Linked DNA regions of Sus scrofa: region 1 is linked to region 2. A link is a contact called in public HiChIP or PLAC-seq data. All regions are on one chromosome and are shown on one strand. Each heading gives the region's core, a stretch centred on a gene start, on an enhancer-like site or on the middle of the called end of the contact. The rest is flanking DNA. Distances are from core to core; before and after follow the strand shown. Region 1 overlaps SH3KBP1 (SH3 domain-containing kinase-binding protein 1). Region 2 overlaps SH3KBP1 (SH3 domain-containing kinase-binding protein 1).

What was found. HiChIP or PLAC-seq counts read pairs in DNA pulled down with a chosen protein or histone mark.
Region 1: an H3K27ac HiChIP or PLAC-seq map of alveolar macrophages shows a contact between it and region 2. The contact joins two enhancer-like sites. A contact is called at or near these places in 1 of 5 promoter capture datasets (liver), 10 of 47 Hi-C or Micro-C datasets (alveolar macrophages, blood, embryonic fibroblasts and 6 more) and 2 of 2 datasets of contacts at active chromatin or transcription factors (alveolar macrophages and skeletal muscle).

What each region holds. Positions count from the first base shown.
Region 1 is chrX:16,215,600-16,220,357 of Sscrofa11.1, reverse strand. All of the region lies in intron 1 of SH3KBP1 (SH3 domain-containing kinase-binding protein 1), which reads left to right. Among named protein-coding and RNA genes, the nearest start is that of SH3KBP1, 11 kb to the left of the region's middle. Within about 2 kb of position 1,612, at least 1 of the 83 cell types and tissues checked has an H3K27ac peak or open chromatin away from gene starts, as enhancers often do. A contact at or near this core is called in alveolar macrophages, where this site is marked.
Region 2 is chrX:16,095,459-16,100,601 of Sscrofa11.1, reverse strand. SH3KBP1 (SH3 domain-containing kinase-binding protein 1) reads left to right here. Exons shown (of 18, transcript XM_013985983.2): 3 at 2,803-2,926. Among named protein-coding and RNA genes, the nearest start is that of SH3KBP1, 130 kb to the left of the region's middle. Within about 2 kb of position 3,316, at least 13 of the 83 cell types and tissues checked have an H3K27ac peak or open chromatin away from gene starts, as enhancers often do. A contact at or near this core is called in alveolar macrophages, where this site is marked.

The DNA of each region.
Region 1 (4,758 bases), core at 363-2,862, 120 kb before region 2:
CCCCCCCCCAGGGGACACCTGTAGGGGAACAGCCAGCCAAAAACGCATCATTTTAGGGGGTGGTCAGGGAAGGACCACATGTAGGACTGGGGCCTGGGTCAGGTGCTTTGTGCAGCGTTGAAGGAAGCCGAGCCTTGCTCTGGTTTGGTGCCATCAGGAAGCACCGGTGAGCCCTGACCTGGTGGCTTAGTAATGTCATTGAGAAGCTGGAAGACCAGACAAAGCCTTGGTTTGGTGAAGAAGCAGCAGTTGCTCAGGGGAGCCAGGACCCAGGGACACTGGGTGACTTTGGTGGTTGGGACAAATTCCTGCTTTGTCCGTGTTCTGACATGATGACGGAGTGGCTTTGTTTTTGTCTTGTTCCATCCTGGTCACACAGTGACCTTGTGTGAGGTTGGGGTTCTGGGGAATCGCTTATGTTCAGCAGGAGAGGGCCCGGCCAGCTCCCGACAGATGCCGGGGGCTACTTTTCTCTGTCTTGAGTTAACTACACGATGAGTGGGGCAGGGAGTAGGCAATGGTGGTAGGGAGAGAATGGCTGTCTAGGTATATTCAGGGCCGACTTCCTTGATATTGGCCAGCTCCAGTCTAGGGACTGTGGTTCAGCATTCGCAGAAGGGGCAACTGGCATGCCATTCTCAGGAAGAGATCCAGAAGAACAGAGCAAGCTGCCGAGAACCAAGAAATAGCATTGCTCTTAATGGGAAAGATGCAGGGCAGGAAAGTACTGGAATCCTTTGGCTGTGAGAGAAGGAAGATCACTAATACTGTGGTTCTCAGAGTGTGGTCCCTGGGCCAGCAGCCTCAGCCTCTGGGGGTCCTGGAAAGATACCGATTCTGGGGCCCCAATTTTACCTACTGAGTCAGGAACTCAGGGGGTGGAGCCCAGCAATCTGTGTATCAATGAGCCCCGCCCCCTGCCCCCCGGGACTTCTGATGCATGGTCAAGTGTAGAACCTCTCTGCCTTGAAGAAGAGGGAACTGGGTTCCAGAGTGCGGGGGTCCATGGGCACTCTGGTCGTAAAATAAGATGCTCTTCTAAGTGATGCAAGACCTCAGAGAAGGGGAAAAATGTGCTCCTAGTTCAAGACCACCCCCTCCTGAAGTTACTAGAACAGTTCAGTGTTGATTCATCCATGAATCCAGTCCAAGTCCGATCTCCAGCACCTGGGGATTAGTGACAATAGCTGGCCCACCTTGGTGTTAGTCACTTGGGCTTTTACCGGAGGATTGCACAAGTCTTTCTTCACCATAATCCTTCCCCCCGCCACATTCTCTTTCGAAGGGATATTAAAAGTAGATTGTTAGCATTATTAGGGTTTTGATGTGTGTGATTTCTATACCTGGTGCCTGTATTGGTTTCCAGTTGCTGCTGTAACAAAGGACCACGCACTTGGTGCCTCAAACGTCACTGGTTTATTGTCTTCAAGTTCCAGAGGTCAGCAGTCTAACCCAGGTCTCACTGGGCTGAGACCAGGGTGTTGGCAGGACTGCCTTCCTTCTGGAGGCCTAGGGGAGAATCCCTTTTCTGTTGTTTTCCCCCTTCTAGGGCCCGCCCACTTTCCTTGCTCATGGCCCCCTTCCTCCTCCTGATCGCTCTGCGACTGATCATTCGGGCAGTGACCCTTCTTCCTCTTCCACGGTTAGGGCGGGCAGGAGCTGCCTTGTTAGGTCATTGGAGCCTTGTGCCTGGCTCATCGTAAGCCTAAAGTTCAGATTGGTTGCGTTCATTATGATTCCTAACCTGCAGAGCCCAGCGTTCCTCCTCCCTGACGCCTGTCCTGGCTCGTTTATTTCGCATTTCTTTGCGGAGATGCCCCCCTTTCCTGTCACTTGCATAGGTGTTCTGCTCACTGCCTCACCCTTGTCTCTTTCTCCCTGCCCTCTCTCAGCCCCTTCCAAAGGGCAGTCAAGCCCCACATGTTTGTGGACTTGACCCCATGTCCTGACCCTCCCGCCGATGCCTTCCTTCCTGAAGGCCTAGGCAGAGGCTTCCTGAAGCTGGGCAGTCGCCCCTGCCTGTGTCTGTTCCATGCTCGCCCAGGCCTCAGAGCCTTTCGCATGTCGTTCTCTTGACGGGGGATGGATTTCACTCTCCTCTGCCGGATAGTCTCCCTGTATTAGCTTCCTCCTGCTGCTATAACAAATGACTGCCAACTCAGTGGCTTAAAACAACATAACTTTGTAATCTTCCACTTCTGGGGTCAGAGATCGGAAAAGGCTTTTCCTAGGCTGATAGCAAAGTGTTGGAAGGGATGTGTTTCCTTCTGGAGGCTCCAGAGCAGAATCCATTTCCTTGGCTTTTCCAGCTTCTAAAGGCAGCCTGCGTTCCTTGGCTTGTGGCCACATCAGTCTAACCGTGGGGTTTGTCCTCACGTTTCCCTCTCTCTTACTCTGACCCTCCTGCCTTCATGTTATAAGGACTGGGCCCACCTGAATAAGTCGGGATACCCTCCCCATCTTGGGATCCTTAGTCACATCTGCCAAGTGCCTTTTGCCATGGAAGGTAGCACATTCACAGGTCGTGGGGATGAGGATGTGGTCAGCTTGGGGGGGGCCCTAATTCATACAGCCACACCTCTTATTCATCTTTTGGGGCCTGCTCCAAAGGTTGCTGTACAACACTTCAGCTCGTGTTGGGTCTGGTCATCTCTTGACTGGGCGTCCCCAACTACATTGCCCTGGCTCATTGCCTGGCATCTGGTAAGTGCCATATGTTAATGAATGAATAACCCTTTCACCCAAGTACAGTTACTCCTTGAGAATCTCTGAGGCTGTTGGCTGCCATGGGTGTGTGTGCAGTTCTGTAATATCCCCCAGGCAGAGTGTGCTGACAAGGTCTGTTTGCTGACAGTTCACGGTGGCCTGCACTGCAGTGGCTGAGAAGGGTAATGCCACATGTGTCACATGGCTTCAGCAAAGAGCCACAGGTTCAAGATAGCACATTCTCTCTGGCAGTGGTTCTCCATCAGGGGCAGTTCTGCCCCCCAGGGAGACATGTGGCAGTGTCTGGAGGTGGCAGCTGGTGGGGGAAGGGCAGCCTACTGACACCTGCTGGGCAGAGGCCAGAGCTGCGGCTCCGCACCCTGCAGTGCACAGGCGGCCCCCCCAGCCCTGTTCTCCAGCCCCGAGTGTGGGGAAGCCTGCGTTACACAGATGGTCGAAGCGCCGTTTCCTTCCTTCGTCCTCAGTCGCTCTGGAACAGAAGGTTTTCCTTCGTAGCCATCGCCTTTGTTTTCTGAATGAACCAAGAAGTGGCCGGAGAGCAGGACTCCTGGGCACTTCTTCAGCATTTTGTCCTTTGAGTAGAGTGTCTTAACCCAGCTCTTGTCCCTCTGCTGTCACTACCTGGCTCAGGCAGTTGTTAAACTTCTCCCGCGTGCGACTCCCCTGACGTCGTGCCTTCCCAGTGGGATGTGCTCATATGCCGGGTGACAGATGATGCCTCCTTCTGCCACCCACACATCGGTCCCTGGGACTGAAGAGCTGGTCAGGCCCTTGGCGGCCACGACCCGCACCATCAAAGGACGAAGTGACATGTTCCTGCTGCCGCAGAACCCAGCTGCCTTTCGATAGGAGCAAACCAGCCACCTGTCTTGATGGTCAATAAATATTAGGCCCCCGTAAGGCGCTTTCTACAGCCTGTTTCCCTGATAAGTTTTTTCTGAACGACTTTATTGAGCTGTAACACACATATCATATAATTCACCCATCTAAAGCGTGCAGTTCATTGTTTTTTATTTATTACATTCTTCATTTTTAAAATTAAGGTAAAATAGACTAACAAAATTTGCCGTTTTAACCTCTTTTTGGTGGTTTTGGCCTCGGCGTGCAGTGACTTGACGTGGGATCTCAGTTCCCAGATGAGGGATCAAACCCGGGACAGAGCAGTGAAAGCGCCGAACCCTAACCACTAGGCTATCAGGGAACTCCCTATTTTAACCATTTTTTTAAGTGCACAGCTTAGTGGCATTAAGTTTACAGTGTCATGCAACCCGGGCGGCTGTCTCTGGAAAACTCTTTCATCCCCGCTCCCTGTAAGTTTCTAATTGGAAGGTGAGGATCTGTGTCCCCTGGAGGGATTCCTGGGTCACTCCGCCATTTGGGGGGACACTTGGTAGAAACCCAAGGATGCAAGTTATGATCCCAAAGGAATATAGGAAAAGATATGTTTTTTTTTTTTTTTTTACATGATTTTCACCTCTTTTGCCTCTGGGGGCTACTTCCCTTGGGCTCTGTCCCTCCAGGCGGCTCCCTTGCTTGCACCCCTCTCATCCTGTGTGGAAATTTGACTTGCTTTTTACATCCTGAGGCACTTGTGAGTCAGGAGCTTGGGCAACTCGCTTGGCAATTACTGGGGTCCATTAAGAGGATTTCAGTCGGGGGAGAGAACACTGCAGCGCCCAACTCCTCTCCCGAATCACCCGTGGAGGGTCGATGGAGTTCCCCGTTTCTTTGCTTCGGTGCCTTGAGCTGGCACAGGTACACCAGCGACGGGCTGATTCGGACTGCTTGGTGTTCACCTTGATCGTTATTGCATGGGTGAATACCTTACAGGCAGTTCTAGAGTTTCCATGAGGGGCCATGTCAGCAAAGCAAATTGGAGCCCATGGATCTGACCTCCCTGATAAACTACGCTTATTGTTAGGCTCAGGAGGGGAAAACACTGTTAACAAAAAACTCCTGGGCTATGTGTCATCTCTGAACAGTGTTTGGTTGGCAAGAAAAGCCTAGGAAAGGCCGTAGCTTATTTCCTTG
Region 2 (5,143 bases), core at 2,067-4,566:
TAATTCCGTGTTTAACTTTTTGAGGAACCACCAGACTGTTTTCCACAGTGGCTGCACCATTTGACATTCCCACCAGCAATGTACAAGGGTTCCAGTTTCTCCGTGTCCTCATCAATACTTGTTTTACTTAAAAAAAAATTCTAGCCGTCTTAGGGGGATGAAGGGGCATCTCGTTGTGGTTTTGATTTGCATTTCTCTAGTGAAAAATGATGCTGAGCATCTTGTCCTGTACTTATCGGCCATTTGTGTATCTTCTTGGGAGAAATGTCTGTTCACGTTCTTTGCCTGGTACTCGGGTTTTTAAGGCAGCATATGGGGGAGGAGGGAAACAGATTGAGGAAGTAGATAGAGCCCAACTGGGTGCCTCGTTAGATGAGGGTTAGCACTGAGTTTTCCAGCCTGGCTAAGTGGGTAGATGATAGACCATCACTCAAGATAGCTCCCCTCTCTCCTGGAGAAGGGGCGGGTTGGAGGGAAGACATTGGCTTAGGGCGAGGCTGCATTGAGCCTGCTGTACCTGGGTGTTTGGCAGGTAGAGAATATGCAGGATGCACCGCCATGCCTATGTGTCTGGTTTCTTTGGGAAAATACAGGACATATTTTAAGTTTTGTTTCCTCTCTGCTTCCATCTAAGAAGCAAGTTAAAAAAGTAGATCATCCCTAGGCTTATCTACCTGGCACATGAGAACAGTCGTGGGGCCGGGGGGGGTGGCAATGAAATCTGAAACTTACGAACCAGCCTGTCTCTTGTTGCTGGTTTCTCAGCCCTTATGCACCTGCTTCATCAGATCAGTCCTTCAAAGCTCACGGGGTGCTGCTTTGAACCCCGGGTGTTGAGCATTCTTGACAAGCATGGTTTCTGAGGCTTTCCCCAGTGACCACCCCAGTCTCTGAAACGTTTGTACCCCCTCACCTTTCCCCAGTTGCATGACACTCGTGGTTAGTGCTAAGCAAGTCCTTACTGTGTCACCCACAACCCACCGAATTTCTCTGAATTACTCCTTGGCAAAACTGGATGTTGCGTCACTGCGTTGTGTCCAGGTGGGCACTTTGTGTTTGCACGGTCACACCCACACTGGAGTGGAGAGTGACACTTAATCAACTCTTCTACCCCTGAAGAAGCAACCATTGGGGAATGAGCCCCCAAGGTGGCTTGTTTCCTTTACCTCTAGAGCCATAGCAGGCTGGCAGCCATCACTAAGAAAGCATCCCTCCATGCGGCTCAGGCTGGCAATGTTTGCAGATTGTCCCCTGATGCCATCTGCCTGTGAGGCTGCAGAAACCCCCATCAACTGCTGTTCTAGCAGGTGCCAGGGCTGCTGAGGTGGGAGTGCGTGTACAGACACACACATGCACCCAGCTTTGTGCTGTGCTGGTCTGGGGCGCCGGCTGAAACTCTCAACCCAGCAGAGCACCAGTCACGGTTGCTGGTTTCCGGTGGGGCCCTGGTGAGGGAGAGAGGGCGAGGCTGTTGTGAACAGAGCCAGCAATCCGGGAATTGGATACAGTAACTAACACTCGGGGTGTGTAGGAAGCCGCCAGGCAGTGGCTGTGTTTTGACAAGCTTTTTGTTCTGTTCTTTCCACCTCTGCCCTCGGCCCAGGCCAAATTGCACCCCCCACCCCCCGGCCCCACTGAATTTTCCATCCTCATGTTCATTCATAGAAGGACCCGTGCCCAATTCTGGCCTCGGGCTCTTTCTAGAAAACACCCCTTTCGTCTTTCAGCCCTTCCTGCCACCCAGCCATGCTTTGGCTCGAGCCCCTTCGTGTTCGTTTTTTTCCCAGATCTGTGTGATCATGGGCTCAGACAAGCCCAGAACCCTCCCTGCCCAGATCTGCAGTTTGTGGGTTACTCTCGTTTCCAGCCATTAATACTTTTGAAAAGAATTATGCTAATTATTAAAGGAATTGGAAACAATGGTATCAGGCGTCAGGTTTTAAAAATCCAGATCTTAAGAGAGCTTTGATAAGAGACCACCCAGTGTCAACTTTTTCCGTAACGGGCCAGGTGTTTTTGGCTTGGATCTCTGTTCCAGCTCCTCAGCTCTGCCACAGCAGCATCAAAGCAACCGTAGAAAATACGTAAACGAATGCAGGGCCCTGTGTGATGATGAAACTTTTTTTTACAAAAGCACGTGGTATGCGTAGTTGGCGAACCCCTGGCCTAGAATGATAGTCTTTGTTTTAGTTTGTTATCTTTATGTGTATGTTTTTCTCTGTCAAGATTTGAAAAGCCAGAGAAACTCGGGGACCGTCAGCAGACTTCAGTCATCCTCTTGGGGGTTTAGCATGCTTGTAAGCACAGCGGTGATTGGGGAATATACTTCGCTAACCCTCTGTTGGGAAGAAGAGAACGGCATCCCATTTTGAATCGCTGGAAAATTGAATGGCGTTTGCCCTTCTGTCTTTATGTTCGTTTTGGGTGCGCACCCACTCACGCACACGAAGACTAGAAACGGGAAGGCTTTTCAGGGGCAACTCTGGTTGGCCGAACTTATTGTTCAAAAAGCAGTGCAGGCTGTCATTTAGAGCTCTGTGGTGGCCTTTACAATCACTTGGAATGGCCATCGTCACAGAAGGTTGCATCACCTCATTGGACACCATTCCATTTTCTAAGACGGGGTGCTTCTCCGATAACAGTAAGGGAAAGAATTTCGACAAAGATAGGAAATGCTGTTTTTAAAATGCTGTGCTCCGTCGAGGTCGCTAAAGTTCATTTCCAAAAAGCTGAAGCTTAAAATAGTCAGACATTCTAAAATGTTGCACTACAGTCTTGTTTTCCTTTTCTCTGTCCTCCCAGGAAATAAAGAAAGAGATGAAGAAAGACCCTCTGTCCAGCAAAGCTCCCGAAAAGCCCATGCACGAGGCGTCCAGTGGAAATGCTTTGCTGTCTTCCGAAACGATCCTCAGAACCAACAAGAGAGGTATGGCCCAGAAGAGAGAGCCCCCGCCCCCTCCCCCTCTCCCACCCCCACCTGGAAACTTCGAGGTGAACCGCATCCCATTTTGAATTGCCGGAAAATTGAATGGCGTTGGCCCTTCTGGCGTTCTATACATTTGGGGCGCGCACCCACTCACGCACAGCACATAACGATACAGTAACTGTAATAAAGGGAACTAATGAAAAAAATTTTTTTTTGACAGTGGGAGAGGAAACTAAGTTTGTCAACGACGATTTTTGTAGGACTCTAGCTTTCACTTTCATATCTATTTTTATGGATGAAAGGTGACTTCAGAGAGCGCTCTGGCGGGCTGAGCCGGGCACGTCTGGCCACGCTCTCTTTTCAACTTAAGGGCAGACTTCAGCTGGGTCTTTTCTCTCTCTGGCCCCTGGGTTCCCACACACAGGCCGTGTCTCTCTCGGTTTCGGAGGCCGTGCATGTAGAGGCACGTCTCCTGCATCCATCTTCCTAACCAGGGAGCCTGCCACCGCCTGGTGTCCCCCTTTTGAGACCTCAAGGCAGACGTTCTCAGCTATCAGCTTGTTGGAGTTTTGTGTTCTCCCCTATCCACGCTTTGTGACATTGTCGTTCGAAATGACAGGAGAGAGGCGGTCCGAGACGGCAGAGGCGACTAGACTCCGTTTTATACTCAAATGCTCCCACTGGGTTGCCTGGTTTCTCCAGAGCCCGCCCTCTCCGTGGACCAGTCTGGGTGCCCCCTGAGCCAGCCCCTGGTAGGTTAGCTTTCAGCTGCAGGCTTTGCAGGGCCGCCTTATTACTTCCTTAAAAAGAAACACAGAGCCGTTCAAAAGCAGGAGCCGGAAGTGTATTAGCAAAGAGTTCCATTAAAAAGAAAAAAAGAAGGCAAGTTTACATAACCACAGGGAAGAACAGCTCATCTTTCATCAAATTTCGACGCCATAAGAATTTGTCCAATAAACTGCCCATTGATCACAGTCCTTGAGACCTCAGCTTCGTGTCTCTCTTCCTTCCTGCTTCTTCCTCTGCCCCCTCCAGCTGCCCCGGGTTACATTTCCTTTTTTAAATTATTCAGTTGAAATATTGGCTGGAGGCCCATGCTGGTTAGCAGCTATAGGATTTTCTTTTCTTTTCTTGTTTTTTTTTTTTTTTAATTCCATCCTGCCAATGGAGGGAATTTCCCATTTTAAGAATTAGACATCCTTTGCTCTAAAACTGTAGTCATCCCCCAGAGCGCCTCCTGCGTTCCTGCAGATAAGCTCCAGTGCTCCTGAGGCCCGCCCTCACTGCACATGGAGCACAAGCGTTCAGTGCGTGTGTCTGCATCCCCAAACCTCCCTTGCAGATCGGAGCCCCTCCCGTCTCTCCTCACACTGCTTGGGTCAGGGGGCCCAGGAATTGCATGCTTGTGGACCAGGGGCAAGGCCTCTCTGGCCAGCCCTGTTTTTGTAAAGCAAATAAAAGAATTCAGGTGGTTCATCCATTTAACAAGATGAGGAATTAAGTTAAGGAATTAAGGTAATTATCCAGATGAGTTTGATAAAATTACCTGAGAGCTTGAAATCCATGCAGGAATCGAACATTTCACATAATTGTCTCTTTACAATGAAAAGTCTGACCTTTGAGGTCCCCTACAGAATTTTGCATTAGCCAGGAAATGGCATTAAAAGACCTGGCTTACTGACTTCACGGTCCCCTTTTAAGCCTCCACGCTAGGTAGGCCTACAGCCTGATGCTGAGCAACTTTTTACTCCCAGCTATTTTATAAAATCAATCAGCCAGTGGCTCTGAGACTTTAGCCCATGGGAGTGTCCTGTAAATATGGAACACGTAACACACCATCTTCATTCTGTCCCAGGCTTTACACTGACCCCCGGGTCACCTGGGCCAAACATAAATTTCCAGCTGAAGGGGGACATTGTGTCCCAGGGTCAGTGCCGTCTTTGGCCCTGCCCCCACCTGGCAAGGCTAACAGTACCCCTACTCCTCCTTATAATAAACAGCAGGCTGGATTGATTGGCCTTGTCAGGCCAGATAAATAGTTCATTGTGTTGAGCTCAAAAGCTACATTTTTTTCCCCACCCCAAATCAATGAAAAACCACTTTTTTTTTTCCGTTTTAAAACAAGGATCAGAGGCTAAATCGGTGGGACGAGGCTCATTACTTGTCAACACTTCCGTCCGACTAATTTTTCAAGTTTTTTGAGTTGTTGTAAATGAC